2 separate regions of the Hordeum vulgare genome follow, and region 1 is linked to region 2. Evidence: chromatin contacts called from public Hi-C data. All regions are on one chromosome and are shown on one strand. Each heading gives the region's core, a stretch centred on a gene start, on an enhancer-like site or on the middle of the called end of the contact. The rest is flanking DNA. Distances are from core to core; before and after follow the strand shown.

Region 1 (2,700 bases), core at 148-2,647, 530 kb after region 2:
GTCATTCCTCCTGCGGGCAATCCTCACGCGAACCCTACGGGGCACGCTTCTGATCCCACTGCTCCAGATGAGCTTGTTGAGCTTCACGTCGATCCTGACGTCTGTTGTGCCCATAGCCTTCTGTGCAAACTTCCGGAGCTCTTTGATGGCATTGGGTGCCTTCTTCTTGAAGGTACTGTCAAACATTAGAAAAGACTTAGAAGGGACCATATTTAACTGCAACACACATCAATATTCAGATGAACCGGTTGGGGTAAATATGTAGAAACAGTTTCATATGGCTACTAAAACATGGTACCATGATATGTTAGCCAAGAATACTCAAGGAGGTTAGTTCGATAACAAGTAGAAATAATTAAATAGAGCAATTTAGTTCATGATTGAGTCGGATAAGCTTATTCAGGTATGCCAACTGAGGTGGGCAGCACATTAAGATCAAAGTAGTTTCCATGGTAAGTGATTGGTCCAAATCACTGATATCCAAAGTAGCCCTAATTTAACCAACCTAGACAACAAGAAAGCAGCTTTATTCAAAAAAAATTTGCAGGTGTAGAAAGCAGCTTTATTCATGACCTGAATGAACTACGTTTAACCGCCATTCCTACAATTCGAGAGGCAGAATTAAAACCGACTGTACACAAACCATTGGAAAATGTTATCCAACAAGCAACTGTGCTGAGCTGATGTGGTTCAACCTTCTTAGGTGGGGCAAGCAAACCATAGGCACAGGTAAATTGTCATCGAGCTAACGAACATGAATTGGATTACAACAAGTTGCATTAGTGGTTTGCAAATGGAATGTGATGGTACACAGCTATATTATTATGTAAAAGCTCTCAGCTGATGCATAAACGAGACCCGTGGAGAGAAGCTAACTCACAATAATAACTGGATCACAGGACAGCTAGCAGTATTACAAACTAAAAATATGGAGCGTGATGGCACAGCGGTGTGAGTATATACCTCTCAGCTAACGTCTATACAAAATTAGACAAGTATGACAGGGCACATTATATAATACTCTATGACACAGCAGCAGCACGAAATTGTTCGATCTACTCGAACAAAGACGTGAGAGAACAGCGAGCAAGATCTTGGCACCGCAAATCGAAATCTCGCTACTAATTAATGTTCGTGGCATGGACACGGCAGTAGAGAGTGGTTCAAACGAGTCAGATCCTGCAGCGGGAACGGAACGGTGAGCAAGAAGCAACAGCGCTGGGAGGTTGCGTACCAGCCATGGAGGCGCTTGTGGAGGTTGACGGTGTACTCCCTGGTTACGACCTCCTCCTTCCTCGGCGCTCCGCCCTTCTTGTCCGCCATCCCCTCTTCTCCTCCCTCGCTGACCTGCTGCTGCGGCTTCCTCCCTCCGGGTGGATTCTGTTCCGGCGGCGCGAGAGGAAAACCCTACCAGCGACGGGAATGGCTTTTATATTCTCGCGTTCCGAAGGGCGCACGTGCCGCTGACCATGGGCCTTGGTTTAGCCCATGATCCAGCAAAGTGGCGGGGGCGGGCCGCGCGGTGGCAATCCAGCATAAGTCCGCATGCGCTCGTTTTTGGGTCACCCTCTTGGTTTTAAGCGATGCACAAGCGGAAGTGCGTGATTAGTGGACTTAGTTCACTCGCAAAATGCTATGTCTTTCACTCTTTTCCAAACGGATGGATAGTGAGTTGTAAAAAAAATGAATGGATGGTGAGCTTGACTGCAATGCCGTCTGAACTAAAACTTGTTTTTGTCATTTTCTTTTTTCTTTTCTGTGCTTCCTCCGTCCCAAAATTATTGGAAACTTGTTTACTACTTCCTTCGTTCCAAAATTATTGTCTTAGATTTGTTTAGATATAAATGTATCTAGTTAAATTTTAGTATTTAGATACATTCATTTTAAAATAAAGTTAAGACAAGAATTTTGGGACGGAGGGAGTATTTTATAGGGTATTTTACTTTATGTCCTTTCCTTTTTATTTATTTATATATATATATTTAAATTTAAATTTAAATTTTTAAAATTCATGAACTTCTACAATCAGCCCAATTAAGTGTAGGGTCAATTTTTATATGTCATGGACATATTTTATAGAAATTAATGTGTGTTTTTTTAAAACTTCCCCCCTAGGTCAAAAGTTTTCATGATATTTGTATGTGAGTTATGAGGTATGTGGCGCATAAATCATCATGAATTTATGCAGAAGTTACCGGGCTATGTCTTGATGACTTTTTCTCTGGGTCAAAGTTACCATGCCAGGGGTACATAAGTTATCACGTATATGGTGTGTAAATTACCATGCTAATTACAGAAAATTTACCGTTGTATGTTTCAATAAACTCACCTCCCCCGTCAAAGTTACCAGACCCAGGAGTACATAAGTTATCAGGTATGCGACGTGTAAATTACCATGTTATTCATGCAGAAGTTATTGGGGGGCATATTCCATCAACTTTTTTCCATCAAAAATGGGTTACTATGGTGTTGGCACATAAGTTATCAGGTGTGTGATGCCTAAATTATCATGCTATTCACACAGTAGTTAGTGTGTTATATTTTTATTATGAGTAAAAGGTTACCGGGGTGTTTGTACATAAGTTATCAGGTCTGTGATGCGTAAATTATTATGGTATTCACACAAAAGTTATCTCGGCTATATTTTATCAACTTTTTTCTCGATGTCAAAGTTATCATGGTGTTTGCACATAATTTATC
Region 2 (2,700 bases), core at 174-2,673:
TGATGCCCTTCTTCTGCCGGCACGCCGTCAGGAAGCTGATGCCTGTTGCGGCCGTCTCTGGCACGATCGACGATTGTGAGATCAACCGCTCTGGGGATGGAGTATGGGTTCTCCGTCCACACCCAGACGAAGAAGGCAGCCACGTTCTGAAGGCGCTCGGTCTGCCTTTCCATCCGATCAACGATGCAGGAGTCTCCCAGCAGCTTCTTGACCACATCAAGCCTCCAAGCATGGAATTTGATCCCAGAGATGGCAAGTCGGCAGTAGAAGCGCAGGTTGCGAATGGTGCCTGCCGGTGTCGGATCCCACTGCTCGAGTTGCAAACGGACAGCACCAACGCGGACATTGCCCCGCTCGAGGGCAAGGTCACGCTGGTACGGCTCAGCGAAGCGGATGAGGTAGTCCTCCGGGTGCGCTGAAGCCACTTGGATGGATTCCCAAGGGATGTCAAGTGCTTGCTCCAGCGCTTTGGCGACGAGGGATGTGGCGAAGTCGACCCTTTCGTCAGCTGCAGTGGCCGTCAATGCCGAGCGACGCAAATGATAGGCGTCGGCCTCCATCTCCGGGGTGCTCACGACGACACAGGAGGAGCGCTCCGGGCGGCGGGAAGCAAGCCCAGGGGTGAACTCCATCAGTCCTGGGTGCGCACACAGCTCCGGCCAGGCGAGGTGGTTTCCTTGCAGCGGCGGAGGCTGGATGAGATGCTTGCTGGCAGTTGGCGGTTTCAGAGGAGGGAGCGAGGCAGAGCAGGAGCGGGCAAGGTGGTCGGTCCCTTTGCAGCGGATACAGCGAACTGGGTCTCGGCAGGATGCCAAGCGGTGGCGCTTTGAGAGGCAACGGATACAACGGCCATTGAAACGGGCCTTGAAGGCTAGGTGTTGCTGCAGAGCCGCAGGATCAGAAGGAGGAGCACGTGGATGCATACGCAGCTCTCCCGAAGAGGTAGCCTTCATCTTCCTCATCTCTTTCCTGGAGCGAACCAGATTCCAATCCTGCTCGGAATCGACTGGTGCTATGGCAGCATTAAGGCTCTTGGCAGCCGGCAGAGAGGTTGCAGCTCGTGTTGAAGTCTCTCCTGGCGCCACAATAATGGATTGGAGCCTTTGGCGCGGAGGCGCGCTGGACGAGGACTGCGCCGTCCAGCCCTCGGGCGCCACGACCAGCGAGCGCAGTCTGGGCCGGGGAGGTGGTGGGGCGCAGCTCGCGGGAGAGGGCAGCGCTGCCGTGGGCTTGGAATGGTAAGATACACCTGCGGCCGGCGGGATCCGGCATTGAATCGTACCTCCAGATCCAATCGGCGAACACATCTCTTCTGCAGTGGCATCTGCGCCCAGGCAAGGCGAGGCAGAGGAGAGGCAGCCCGGGGGGAGGCCAGCAGCTGTAGCAGCGAGGCAGGGCTGACGGGGGACTGGTGGGAGGGGCTGGGCGGAGGGATCTGGGCTCCGGCCGCCGTGGGGGCAGCGGAGGGGAGAGGGGAGGAGGGTGAGTGCTCCATACCGCTAGCCCAATCAAAGCGGTGAACCGGTAGACAGTGACCCATGAGCAGCCAGTCCAGTAAAAAGAAAAGAATGCATAGAGAAGGAGAGGTGGAAATAGGAAACACGCGTCAGCAGGAAGCAATCCATCGATATCACGTCCAGGAGAGTAAAAAAAAAGAAATCAAGTACGCGTGTCAACATGCGGTAACTCCTGCTCACAAACGCACGACGGGAGTCCTTGCTTAGCCGCTATAATTCTTGTATATATATATATATACTAGTAAGCTTGCACGTGCAATACACGTATATGTTTTTTTTATCATTTGTTCTATAAATAAAATATATCAATAAAATGAAGAAAAAAAATCAGATAATAGAAAATTGTTTAACAATTACAAAATAATATTTTTTAAATAGAGACAAAAACTTTGTCTCATCTCAAATTCTTAATAATAAAGAAGATGTTTGGCTGGTTAGTTACGGAAAACCAGAAAAAAAAACGATACAGCCCACAAAGGGGCACCACCAGCCAACGTGAATATCCACACCAGATATATACGCCGTCAGAAGAGGAGCGCCGTCGAGACGGACTACAAGTGTCATCGACATCACTCCTCCGCAATTCAGCGACTTTGACTTCATCGCAAACCCATTCGAAGAGGCACACACCGCAAGGACTTGCACGAAATCTGCATGGACCTATGCCAAATAGTTAGCCACCAGGAGCAACGAAAAAGACACCTTCGACTTTATGACAGTTAATAAGCAGTTATGTTTGTTGTCCCACGATTTGCCTATTTGAGGATGGCATGTGAAGTTCGAGACGACCAAGAAAAAATAACAATCATACAGTATGTGTCACACATCGAGGACAATTCTATTTTGACCTAGTGTATAACAAAAATGGAATTAAATATTTCATGAATATTTTAGAACGTATTTATGAACTTTATATGACTATAAACTTAAGCTTTGTCCAAGTGAACATGTAAGAGATACTCCCTCCGTCCGAAAAAAGTTGTCCACGGGTTAGTTTATTTTCGTTTTTGCAAAAAAAACCTTGTGATATTATAGTCCCTGCAAATCACCCTTGCCTCTTCGCCCGCGGCAGGAACGAGCTCCAGCCATCGCCGGCAGCCGCCGCAGGGCCCAGCGCTCTGCGCACCCACCCGCGTCGCCGCTTCAATCTGCACCGCCCATGTTAATCACGCCCCGCCCCCTC

What was found. Hi-C and Micro-C count contacts between places; a contact is called where the count stands out from the background.
Region 1: a contact with region 2 is called in a Hi-C map of seedling, with 3 times the contacts expected there. The contact joins the promoter of LOC123410305 here to the enhancer-like site in region 2. A contact is called at or near these places in 1 of 6 Hi-C or Micro-C datasets (seedling) and 1 of 1 datasets of contacts at active chromatin or transcription factors (embryo).

What each region holds. Positions count from the first base shown.
Region 1 is chr7H:171,623,206-171,625,905 of MorexV3_pseudomolecules_assembly, forward strand. LOC123410305 (60S ribosomal protein L31) reads right to left here and starts at 1,398. Exons shown (of 2, transcript XM_045103226.1): 1 at 1,235-1,398; 2 at 1-175. The coding sequence starts at 1,323.
Region 2 is chr7H:171,094,493-171,097,192 of MorexV3_pseudomolecules_assembly, forward strand. It overlaps LOC123411081 (a long non-coding RNA gene), which reads right to left. Exons shown (of 8, transcript XR_006613169.1): 8 at 2,374-2,700. Among protein-coding and RNA genes, the nearest start is that of LOC123411081, 6.5 kb to the right of the region's middle. Within about 2 kb of position 1,424, at least 2 of the 3 cell types and tissues checked have open chromatin away from gene starts, as enhancers often do. A contact at or near this core is called in seedling, where this site is marked.